Regions from separate parts of the Mus musculus genome. Here region 1 is linked to region 2. Evidence: chromatin contacts called from public ChIA-PET data. All regions are on one chromosome and are shown on one strand. Each heading gives the region's core, a stretch centred on a gene start, on an enhancer-like site or on the middle of the called end of the contact. The rest is flanking DNA. Distances are from core to core; before and after follow the strand shown. Region 1 holds the start of Commd1 (COMM domain containing 1). Region 2 has its middle 20 kb from the start of Gm39610.

Region 1 (5,289 bases), core at 2,421-4,920, 140 kb before region 2:
TATGACAAGCAAACTTCTCCCCATATCTAGCGTAGGGAAGAGTTTTGGCTAGGAGTAGAGAGACTTTTTTTTAAAGTAGTTTCATTTGTATCATGAACTGTGAAAATAAAATGAGTAGATTTTAGTTTAAAGGAAAAAAAATCTGGCAGAAAGAATGCCTTCTGTCCACAGTTTCTTCTGCTTGTAAATACTATGACACCCTTACATCATATATCTATGTATGTTCCCTTTTATTAAAGATGGATGGGCTAATGAGATGGCTCAGCAGGAAAGGACACTGCTGCCAAGCCTGACCATCTGGACTTGACTCCCCCCAAACCACCTGGTATTACAGACCATTAATCCCAGCACTTAGGAGACAGACGCAGTGGATCCTGTGAGTTCCAGGCCAGCCAAGATTACATAATGAGACCCTGTCTCAGAAACAAAAGCAATTCCATACAGTGGAAGAAGAGAAGGGATTCAGTGTGATCCTCTGACCTATGCACACAATAAATATATGTAATAAAACTTAAATAATAGGCATTCTCCACTTAAAAATCATTTTCACTTTATGTTTTTATAAGAACTAGAGACATCTGGGGCTCAAGAGATATTTCAGTGGCTAAGAGCATGCACTGGTCTCTCAGAGGACCTGAGTTCTGACCCTAGCAACCCACATCAGGCTACTCACAACTACCTGTAGCTCCAGTTCCAGGGAATCCACCACCTCTAGCCACTACAGGAACCTGCATTCACATGCACAGGCACACATAAATACATACAATTCAAGATGCCCTGTCTGCCCTCCAGGGTGTTGGCACATCTGGCTACCCTGACACTACTTTACCACAAGTGACTCCTCCCATTGCATGAGGCAATTCCAGTCAATTTCTGTGAAGTAATTGCATTTTTTTTCTCGTATTCAAATATTGTAAGAAAAATTAGGTAGTGGTGTTGCCTTTGATCTCAGCATTGGGAGCCACAGGCAGGTGGATCTTCAAGGCCAGCCTGATCTATAGTGTAAGCTCCAGGATAGCCAGGGCTACATACAGACCTGTCTTGAGAACATGATAAAATAAATGTAATAAATAAAAGAATAAGGATTTTTAGTAGCAAGTTAAAATTTAACAGGAACTTTAAATAGTGTGGTTTTAGGCTGTTTAGACAGTTGAAACTACACAGTGAAACACTGTCTTGAAAACCAACAAAAAAGTAGACACATTAAATTTGCCGCCTCATCTGTGTGCGCTTGGATGTAAGAGATCAACAGCAAGCGTCCTCAGTGGTACTCCCACTTACATGTAAATGGGTACATGTGCTGTGGGGGCAAGAAGTTGAATTCAGGCATCCTGCTTTACCACTCTCCAGCTTTTTCTTTAAAAAAAAAAAAAAAAAGTGATTGTGTAGGCCAGGGGATAAGTTGCCACAGTTAATTCTCTCTTTCTCCCATGTGGGTTCCAGGGACTTCGATTGTCAAGCTTAACAGCAAGTGGCTTCACCTGCTAAGCTCTCGCTGGCCCGCAACCCTATTTTTAAATTCTAGCACAAGGTCTCACGGAACCCAGAGCTCACTAATTGGCTAGGCTGGCCGACTGGCCAGTGAAGTCTAAACATCTGCCTTTTTCCACCTCACAAATGCCGGGTTCCAAACATGCCTGTCATTTATCTGAGAACCGGGATCCAACTCAGGGCTTCCTACTCTCACGGCAAGCGTTTTCCTAGGGAGTTGCCTCCCTCACCATCCACTTCACCTTTTAAAGGTGTATTGATTTTTATTTTATGTGTATGAGTGGCCTGCCTGCATATATATAAGTGCACTGTATGAGTAGCTGAGGCCATGAAGACCAGAAGGTGCTAGATCTAGAACTGGAGTGACAGACTAGAGTAAGCTGCCACATGGCTTGTAATCAGAATTAATACAGTGGTCATTAGCCACATATGGCCACTTTAACCATTTCGAATGTGGCTAGTTGCAACTAAAATGTTTTAAATGTAAAATGCACATCATATTTTAAAGACTTTGTGAAGGAGCTGGAGAGATGGCTCAGCAGTTAAGTGTACTGGCCATTCTTTCAGAGAATTCAGATTCAATTCCCAGCATCCCCATGACAGATCACCACTGTCTGTAACGCCAGCATCAGAAGTTCCAACACATTCAGAGATACACATGCAGGCAAAACTTCAATACACAGAAAATAAAGACTTTGTGAAAACAATACATTGAATAGTAATTACATAAATGATAGATACCTTGAATACACTTTAGTTATAACAGCTTACCCAAGGGGAAAAAAAAAAAAAAGTCACAGGAACCAGCTGCCAGCTGGGCAGATAGCTCAATTAGGGCCTGGTTCTGATTCTCCAGCACCCATGAAAAGGCTGGGCATGGTCCCCTATTTCTGTAACCCAAGCTCTGGGAGAGCAAATACAAGCAGATCTCTTGAGTTCTTGGCTGCTCTAGCCAGTCAGTGAGACTGGATTCCAGGTACAGTGAGAGAGAGACTCTGTCTGGAAAGATAGGTAGAGAGTGATAGTGCAAGGTATCCCCCCACACGCCACCCCCCACACAGAGTGAGATAGTGCAAGGTACCCCACCCCATGCCACCCACACACACAGAGGTCACAGCAGGAGATGGTGGTAGCTGCTTGAAATTCTAACACTTGGGAAGTGGAAGGTGGATCAACTACACGTGAGTTCAAGGCTAGTCTGGGCTACAAGAGATCCTATCTCAAACCCCAGGTGGAATGGGGGACTGGAGAGACTGCTTAGAAGAGCCCTAATAATGCTCTTGAGGAAGACCCGGGTTTCCAGCACCCATGTGGTGGCCTATAACCGTTCCAACCACCAGTGCACATGCAGGCACCGCACCCATACACATAAAATAAAAATAAATCTTTTTAGTTAATTTCACCTGTTATGTTGCCCTCTAATAGTTTTCATGAGACAGTCTGATGTATACTTCGTTCCATTTGGAAATCATAGAGTCGACTGCTTTAATGGTGTTTACTCCAGTTAATCAATCCTTTATCTCACCAACCACCTCATGCTAACGCTCCCCAACTTCCACAACCCAGGAAAGCTGGCAAGCACGCTCTCGCTCTCTTTAAACAAGGGTCTCACCACATTGCCCTGACTGCCCTGGAACTCTGTGCAACAGGCTGGCCTCGAACTCACACAACTCTCTGCCAGCCTCTGCCTCTCCAAGTGCACAGATTAAAGGAGTGCACTACAACGCCCGGTGCAACATCAAAGTCCGAGGCGAAAAAAACTCGAAACTTATCTATACTACAGACACAGAAAGTCTTGAGGGAGAGAAAAAAAAATCAATGTTTTCACCGTTATGTGTCCCTAAAACAAGGGCGCAACAGAGCGACCTCCACGGCTCAGGAGGGTCGCTGAGCGCCCAAAGACAGCAGCACCCGAGGCTGGGGGCGGGCCTGAGGCTGCGAGGAGGGCAGGGCTGCTCGGCGGAACCACCGTACCTTGAGAAGTCCTCTCATCTTCGCCAGGAAGGGGCGGAACTCCTCCGGTGGCACTTCCGGATAGAGTTGGCTGTGCAGCAGCTCCTCCGTGACACCCGAGTGTCCGTGAAAGGCGTTCTGCGCTAGGCCGCTCAGCAGCCCGCTCAGGGACTTGCCACCCTCCAGATCGCCCGCCATGGCTAAGGAGGGCCTGCCGCCCAGCGGCTGAGCTCCGGTCCGCTACGGGGGCCGAGAAGGGCCATAAAAGCTGGCAAAGGCAGCCACGGAACGCGATGCCGGGTTCCTCCACTAGTCGATATAAACAGTTCTCTCGTTTGCTCTGCCACACACATCCACTACTTCCACCACAGCCAAATCCACTCAGTTTCCTTTAGAGTCACTGTGTTTTTGTTGTTTCCTTCTTCACTCCGATGTGCAAATGCGCACTCAAAGGAACGATCGCTGGCTGGAGATACCTAACTGTAACTCCGTAAGAATGCCACCTTAATTCTTCGATGGCTGTATCTCATTCTACAGCTTGCAATTAAATGAGCAGTGCCTACTACTCAGTTCTAAGCTCTATAATCTTTTCCCCACGCCCCCCAAATGTAGCTACTTCATGAGGACATGATCTCTTTGCTTGCATTAATTCCTTTGTGTATACCCGTACGTTGTCTTTCTAGCCATTATCAGTAGTCTGGTCTCCATTTCTATAACCACTATTTTTCAAAGCCTTATTTTCATTCTTAAAGTGGAATCGCATTAGTAAATACTTATCTACATAATTACCCAAAAAAAAACCCTTACTTATATTCAGCTATAATAAGCGTGTAGCATGATACTATAATATAGGTGAACCTTTAAAATGTGCTAAATGAGGGCTGGACAGATTCAATGGTTAAGAATGTATACTATTCCTGTAGCGGACCAAAGTTCAGTTTCCAGCACTCGCTTTAGGCGACTTACAACCTCCTGTAACTCCAACCTCAGAAATTGAAAGCTTCCACCAGCAATGTACTCATGTGCACAGACAGGCCTACATAATTAAAAAGAAAAAAAGAAAAAAAATGCGTGAAACGAATGAAGCCAGACATGAAAGACAACTGGACAATCTTATTTACTGCTAAATTAAGCAAATCCATACAAAAATCCAGTTGTCAAGGACTGAAGGAGGGAAGAATAGGAAATGACATAATGGGTACAAAGTCTGTTTTCAGATGATGAAAATGCCTATGAGCAGCCACTGGTGATAACTACACGGCTTTGTCCTTTACCAAAGCACAGTGAATTGTATACACTAAAAGACAGTTTTGCAATATGTAAATTAGCTCCCAATTGGAAAAATTAGTATAAGCTAATTGTAATTTAAAATAAAAACCCGGGCATAGTGGCACACACCTTTAATCCCTGCACTCAGGAGGCAGAGGCAGGCAGTTTTCTGAGTTCGAGGCCAGCCTGGTCTACAAGGTGAGTTCCAGGACAGCCAGGGCTATACAGAGAAACCCTGTCTCAAAAAGACCAAAATAAATAAATAAAAATAGCATACTGGGTTTTAATCCCTGAACTTGGGAGGCAGAGGCATTCTCTGAGTGTGAGGCCAGCCTGGATTACACAGAGAAACCTTGTCTTGAAAAACCAAAAAAAAAAAAAAAAAAAATTAAAATAAAGGAAAATGGTATAATAGACTATGAACTGCAGTGTGTTTAAGCACAGCTATGTCACTGGTGAGGAGGCATGCAAGGCAGCCAAATGCCTCCATCTTTTTTTAAGGAGATGTGTTTGGAACTGTGGCTCCATAAAAGATGTGGATTTGAGGTTTGGGGAGAGGTTGTTCTGTATAGCTAG
Region 2 (5,138 bases), core at 2,234-4,733:
TAGCCTGGCTGCTTAGAATTAGTGACGCCTGGGAGGCTCCCAGCTCCCTGAAATGTATATAGTTGCACCCTTTCCAGATGAAAAACAGGACACACAGAAAAGAAATACAGTAAGTTAGTGGCAGAACCAGAACTTAAAACTGAGCAGGCTGGGAGACCACTGTCCGCCTGACCTGAAGCATCCCCCAAAGGCACATGTGTTGAAGACCTGGTCGTCATGGTGGTGCTATGGAAAGAGGTGGAACCTTTAGGAGGCAACGTTATTGGTACCCCCAACACTCTGCTTTCTCTTTCTCTTTACATACCAGCTGCCATGAGGTAGCAGGCCTTCCCACAACAAGCTCCCAACATGGTGTGCTATGTAGTCACAAGCCAGAGAAGAAATGTGAGTGACTGTGGATCGAAACCTCTGGAACTGTGAGCTGGAAGAAGTCTTCTCTCCTTTCACGAGGATTTTCACAGGCCCAGTAAGAGAGTATTCTCTCCAAAACAAAGCAGTTTTAGTACTGCGAAGGACTATGCTAAGTAGTCAGGGCAGGGATGAGTGGGCCATTCATTACAGAGTCTTGTCCACCTTTTTAGGGACGTGAGGTATCAGAAAAGATCAGATGCAATGTGTGAATTTCCTACTTTCTGAGATATTTATTAATTTGAATTATAAACAATTTTAAATATTAAAAGAATTCAATTTGCTTGGTGTGCCTATTATTCTGACTACCATGCAATGCTTAAGAAAAACCTATTATATTTATTTAAAGTATGTGTAAATGTGATATGTAACATAGTATATTAATAAGCTCACCAAGAACTTAATCAAAGAACAACTGTTTTAGTATAAACTATAAATTTATAGATAAATTTGAGAAATATGGTTAAATGCTTAACATGTAGGCTTAAAATTCATAATGTAAATAGGACTAGAAAGATGACTCTGCAAATAAAAGCATTAGGATAACCTGAATTCAATCCCAGAACCAACATACCAACATGATAGGGAAATCACAGTTATAGCCCCAACACAATAGGAGGAAGGAAACTTCCTCTCTCTCTCTCTCTCTCTCTCTCTCTCTCTCCCTCCCTCCCTCCCTCCCTCCCTCTCTCTCTCTCTCTCTCTCTCTCTCTCTCTCAGTCCATCTGTCTCATGCACACACACACACACACACACACACACACAATGTAATAATTTTAAAATGTACATCCAAAATACATTAAAATGCAAACAACTTTCCAGGTACCTAACCATGCAGAAAAGTCCCCTCATATTTAAAACCTTAAGTGAGATGAGTCAGGGAACTGCTTGCCTTATAAGCCTGGTGACCTGAGTTTGATCCCCAGCACCTACAAAAAGATGGAAGGCTGGACTCCAACGTTATCCTCTGATTTCCATATAATAGGTGGCAGTGTGCCTATACACACACACACACACACACACACACACACACACACACACATACACACACACACACACACACACACGAGTGGTAGTAGCAGTGATAATAATAATTTTAAAAGATTTACTTGGCTGGAGAGATGGCTCAGTGGTTAAGAGCACTAACTGCTGTTCCAAAGGTCCTGAGTTCAATTCCCAGTAACCACATAGTGGCTCACAACCATTTGTAATGGGATCTGATGCCCTCTTCTGGTGTGTCTGAAGACAGCTATAGTGTACTCATATACATAAAGTAAATAAATCTTTAAAAAAAAAGATTTACTTAAGATTCTCATTGACAGTTGGTGCAGGAGAAATTGAGAGAAAGAAATATATCATCCCCTGATGACATGGCTAAGAAGGGGTCTACCCTGATGGCATGGCTAAGAAGGGGTCTACCCTGATGGTATGGCTAAGAAGGGGTCTACCCTGATGGTATGGCTAAGAAGGGGTCTACTCTGCATTCTGGCCCAAGCGACAAAAGCTCCTTCAACCACTTTTCTATACCATCGCCAGAATATGGAAATTATATTTTTATAAAATGGCACTTTTCAACCTTCCTAATGCTGTGACCCTTTAATACATTCCTTACGTTGTAGTGCCCCAATCATAAAATTATTTTCATTGCTACTTCATAACTGTAATTTTGCCACTGTTATGAATAGTAAATATCTGTGTTTTCCCATGATCTTAGACAACTCCTATGAAAAGGTCAGTTGAACATCAGGGGTTTGTGACCCACAGGTTGAGCCCCACTGCTATAAAATTGTCTGGGTTATAGTCACTTAGAAAGCTTGACGCCCTGAATTCAACCCCAAATAACTCCTCCCTAGAAAAAAGCCAGTTCTGAATACATAGCCCATAGGAATAGATATACCGATAAACTAACACCAGTCTGCCTTGGAACAGAGATTAAAGGCTCTTTAATGTTTATTTCTTTAATAGTATTTATTTAAGGTCTATCTCTTTAATGTTTATATCTATGATGTTCATTTTTTGAATAAGAGAAATTCTCTTTTCACCCATCTTTTAATGCTTGGCAAATCCTGATAAAGTTAACATTAAATAAAGAAGTTCTGAACCTTTTTATAGTTTGCTCTTCTGTGCTGTCAATCAGGTAATTATTAAATTGCAAAACTTACCATTCATTCTGATTACAGTTTTCCTCACATTTATTTATCCATCTTCCCTAGGGAATGTCTATAACTGCCGTTGTTTTCCCAGGAAGACTAACCCAAATGTTTTGGAGCTACAAAAGCTGAAGTACACTTCCCATGGGCAATTAGCTAAGTTGTAAAGGTTTGTCTTTCCTTGGAAGGCTTGCGCCCTTTGGTTATTAACCCAGCCTAGCATTGGGGTAGATGTCACAAGGCACATTTAACTAAAGTGGAAAAATTCAGTTAATATGATTCACAAACTAGAAAAAATGATATAGGCCCTGAAGAAAAACATCACGTGTAAGGAGCTGAGAGTGATGCAAGTCACATAACAAACAGAAGTTTGTTTCCCAGTGTTCAGTGTTCAGTTGCTCATGGATTAGCCTAGCTGTCACATTCCGTATGTACTTTTATGGATCAATCTGATTTTATAACAAAGATAAATAAAAATAAATTTAAAGGTAATTAGCTTCTTAACCACAAAGTATCTTTTTAACAGTAGGGTCTTGGCAATACTTTACTTACCATGACCCAAGTCTATTCATATTTTCTTTGGACTACTTCAGTGGTGGAAGTTTCTAGATGCAGAAACTTGCAGAACGCATGTCTGCACACAGGGCAGGTTGCTGGCCCGGTGAGAACTAGCGGCCAGTTAGAGATTAGGATGCTGACGCGAGGGTCTGAGCCAGTCACTCATCCAAGGTGGCAGCCAGGACAGAGAACTAGCAAGCAAGCGAGAGCCACTGGATGAACTGAAACTGACTGGAGGGTTAGAAGCTGAAGTCTGCAGGCTGGGACCCAAACCCTTTCCACGCCGCCCCGCCCCTCCCTCGCCCCTCCCCTCCCTTTAGACCTGCCCCATCACTGGCTCCGCCCCGCGGGGGGCGGAGCCTCGAGAGCACACTCTCTCTCCTTTAGCTCCATAGGGGAGTAGCTCTCAGAAGCTGGTGCAGCCATGGGCGTCCCGAGGCAGGTGTCGCGAGTCCTGAAGCTGCCTGATCCCCGAATCTGCTGGGATGGATGTGTTCTGGAAGAATGGTTTCCCTCCCCAGCCGGCCTTCGATGAAAGTGACAGGACAGGCAAAAAGCAGAGTGTGAAAGTTACAGAATGTTTGAGCGAGGAAGAGCTCATAGCAGGGATGTAACCACTGAATTCTTTAGATTTTGAAGGCGGCAGGTGAAGAATGGGGGCGGGGTTGCTTTTGAGCTGGGCTCCTTAGGAATCCCAGCCTGATTTTGAACTCCTTACAAAAAACTGGGAATGAGAGGCAAGAGGCATGCACTGCCATTTCAGGCTGCTACACCATTTTTGAGGCTAATTTACCTTCACAAAATAGAAAAGGTTAGAATCATCATCTTCATTGCACTAGTGTCAAACTACCCTTAAGCTACACTACTGTTAATTACAGTAGACGCCTGACCTAGTAACCTTCAGACCAGTTTGACAAGAAAATGAGGGTGTTCGTGTTTTCAGAGTTCTCATCACTAATCCAAAAGTTACTGGAGAAAAAAAAAAAACAAAAACAAAAACAAAAAAACCACCTAGTGCATGTTTTTCTCAAGCCAGTCTTTTGGGCTTTTTCTTGTCTAATATTAGTCAGTGTATTCACTGGCTGATGTGCGCCCATGAGACCAAAGAGAAACCAGGTGAGTATCCTCAGACTTGAGAGACACAAAAGAAGCAAACCTTTGCCTGCTTCAACACCAAAGCATTGCAACAGAAGATTTCCAGATGCTAAAGAAGTGTTTAAGCTGTGAAACTTTCTTTTTTTTTTTTAATTGGATATTTTCTTTATTTACATTTCAAATGTTATCCCCTTTCCCCGTTTCCCCCCTCCTGGAAACCCCCTATCCCATCCTCCCTCCCCCTGCTTCTATGAGGGTGTTCCTCCACCCACCCACCCACCCACTTCCACCTCCCCGTCCTTGATTCCCCTACATTGGGGCATCTATGGAGCCTTCATAGGACCAAGGACCTCTCCTCCCATTGACGCATGACAAGGCTATCCTCGGCTGCATATGCACCTGGAGCCATGTGTACTTCTTGGTTGATTACTTAGTCCCTGGGAGCTCTGGGGGTGGGGGTGGGGGTCTGGTTGGTTGATATTGTTCTTCCTATGGGGTTGCAAAACCCTTCAACTCCTTTATTGGAGACCCTGTGCCCAGCCAATAGTTGGCTGTAAGCATCCGCCTCTGTATTTGTAAGGCTCTGGCAGGGCCTCTCAGGAGACAGCCATATCCGGCTCCTTTCAGCATGCACTTCTTGGCATCCACAATAGTGTCTGGGTTTGGTAACTATATATATGGGATGAATCCCCAGGTGGGACAGTCTCTAGATGGCCTTTCCTTCAGTCTCTGCTCTACACTTTATCTCCATATTTGTTCCTGTGAGTATTTTGTTCTCCTTCTAAGAAAGACCGAAGCACCCACACTTTGGTCTTCCTTCCTCTTGAGCTTCATGTAGTCTGTGAATTGTATCTTGGTTATTTAGAACTTTGGGGCTAATATCCACTTATCAGTGAGTACATACCATGTGTGTTCTTTTGTGATTGG

What was found. ChIA-PET counts read pairs in DNA pulled down with a chosen protein or histone mark.
Region 1: an RNA polymerase II ChIA-PET map of memory CD8 T cells shows a contact between it and region 2, with 8 read pairs. The contact joins the promoter of Commd1 here to the enhancer-like site in region 2. A contact is called at or near these places in 4 of 39 promoter capture datasets (embryonic stem cells, liver and maxillary cranial neural crest), 1 of 484 Hi-C or Micro-C datasets (embryonic stem cells), 6 of 115 datasets of contacts at active chromatin or transcription factors (bone marrow-derived macrophages, embryonic stem cells, large pre-B cells and 2 more) and 3 of 9 other capture datasets (adipose tissue, liver and pancreatic islet).

The regions. Positions count from the first base shown.
Region 1 is chr11:22,978,614-22,983,902 of GRCm38.p6, forward strand. Commd1 (COMM domain containing 1) reads right to left here and starts at 3,671. Exons shown (of 3, transcript NM_144514.2): 1 at 3,466-3,671. The coding sequence starts at 3,642.
Region 2 is chr11:23,121,143-23,126,280 of GRCm38.p6, forward strand. No RefSeq gene overlaps it. Among named protein-coding and RNA genes, the nearest start is that of Gm39610, 20 kb to the left of the region's middle. Within about 2 kb of position 3,484, at least 23 of the 459 cell types and tissues checked have an H3K27ac peak or open chromatin away from gene starts, as enhancers often do. A contact at or near this core is called in liver, memory CD8 T cells and trophoblast stem cells, where this site is marked.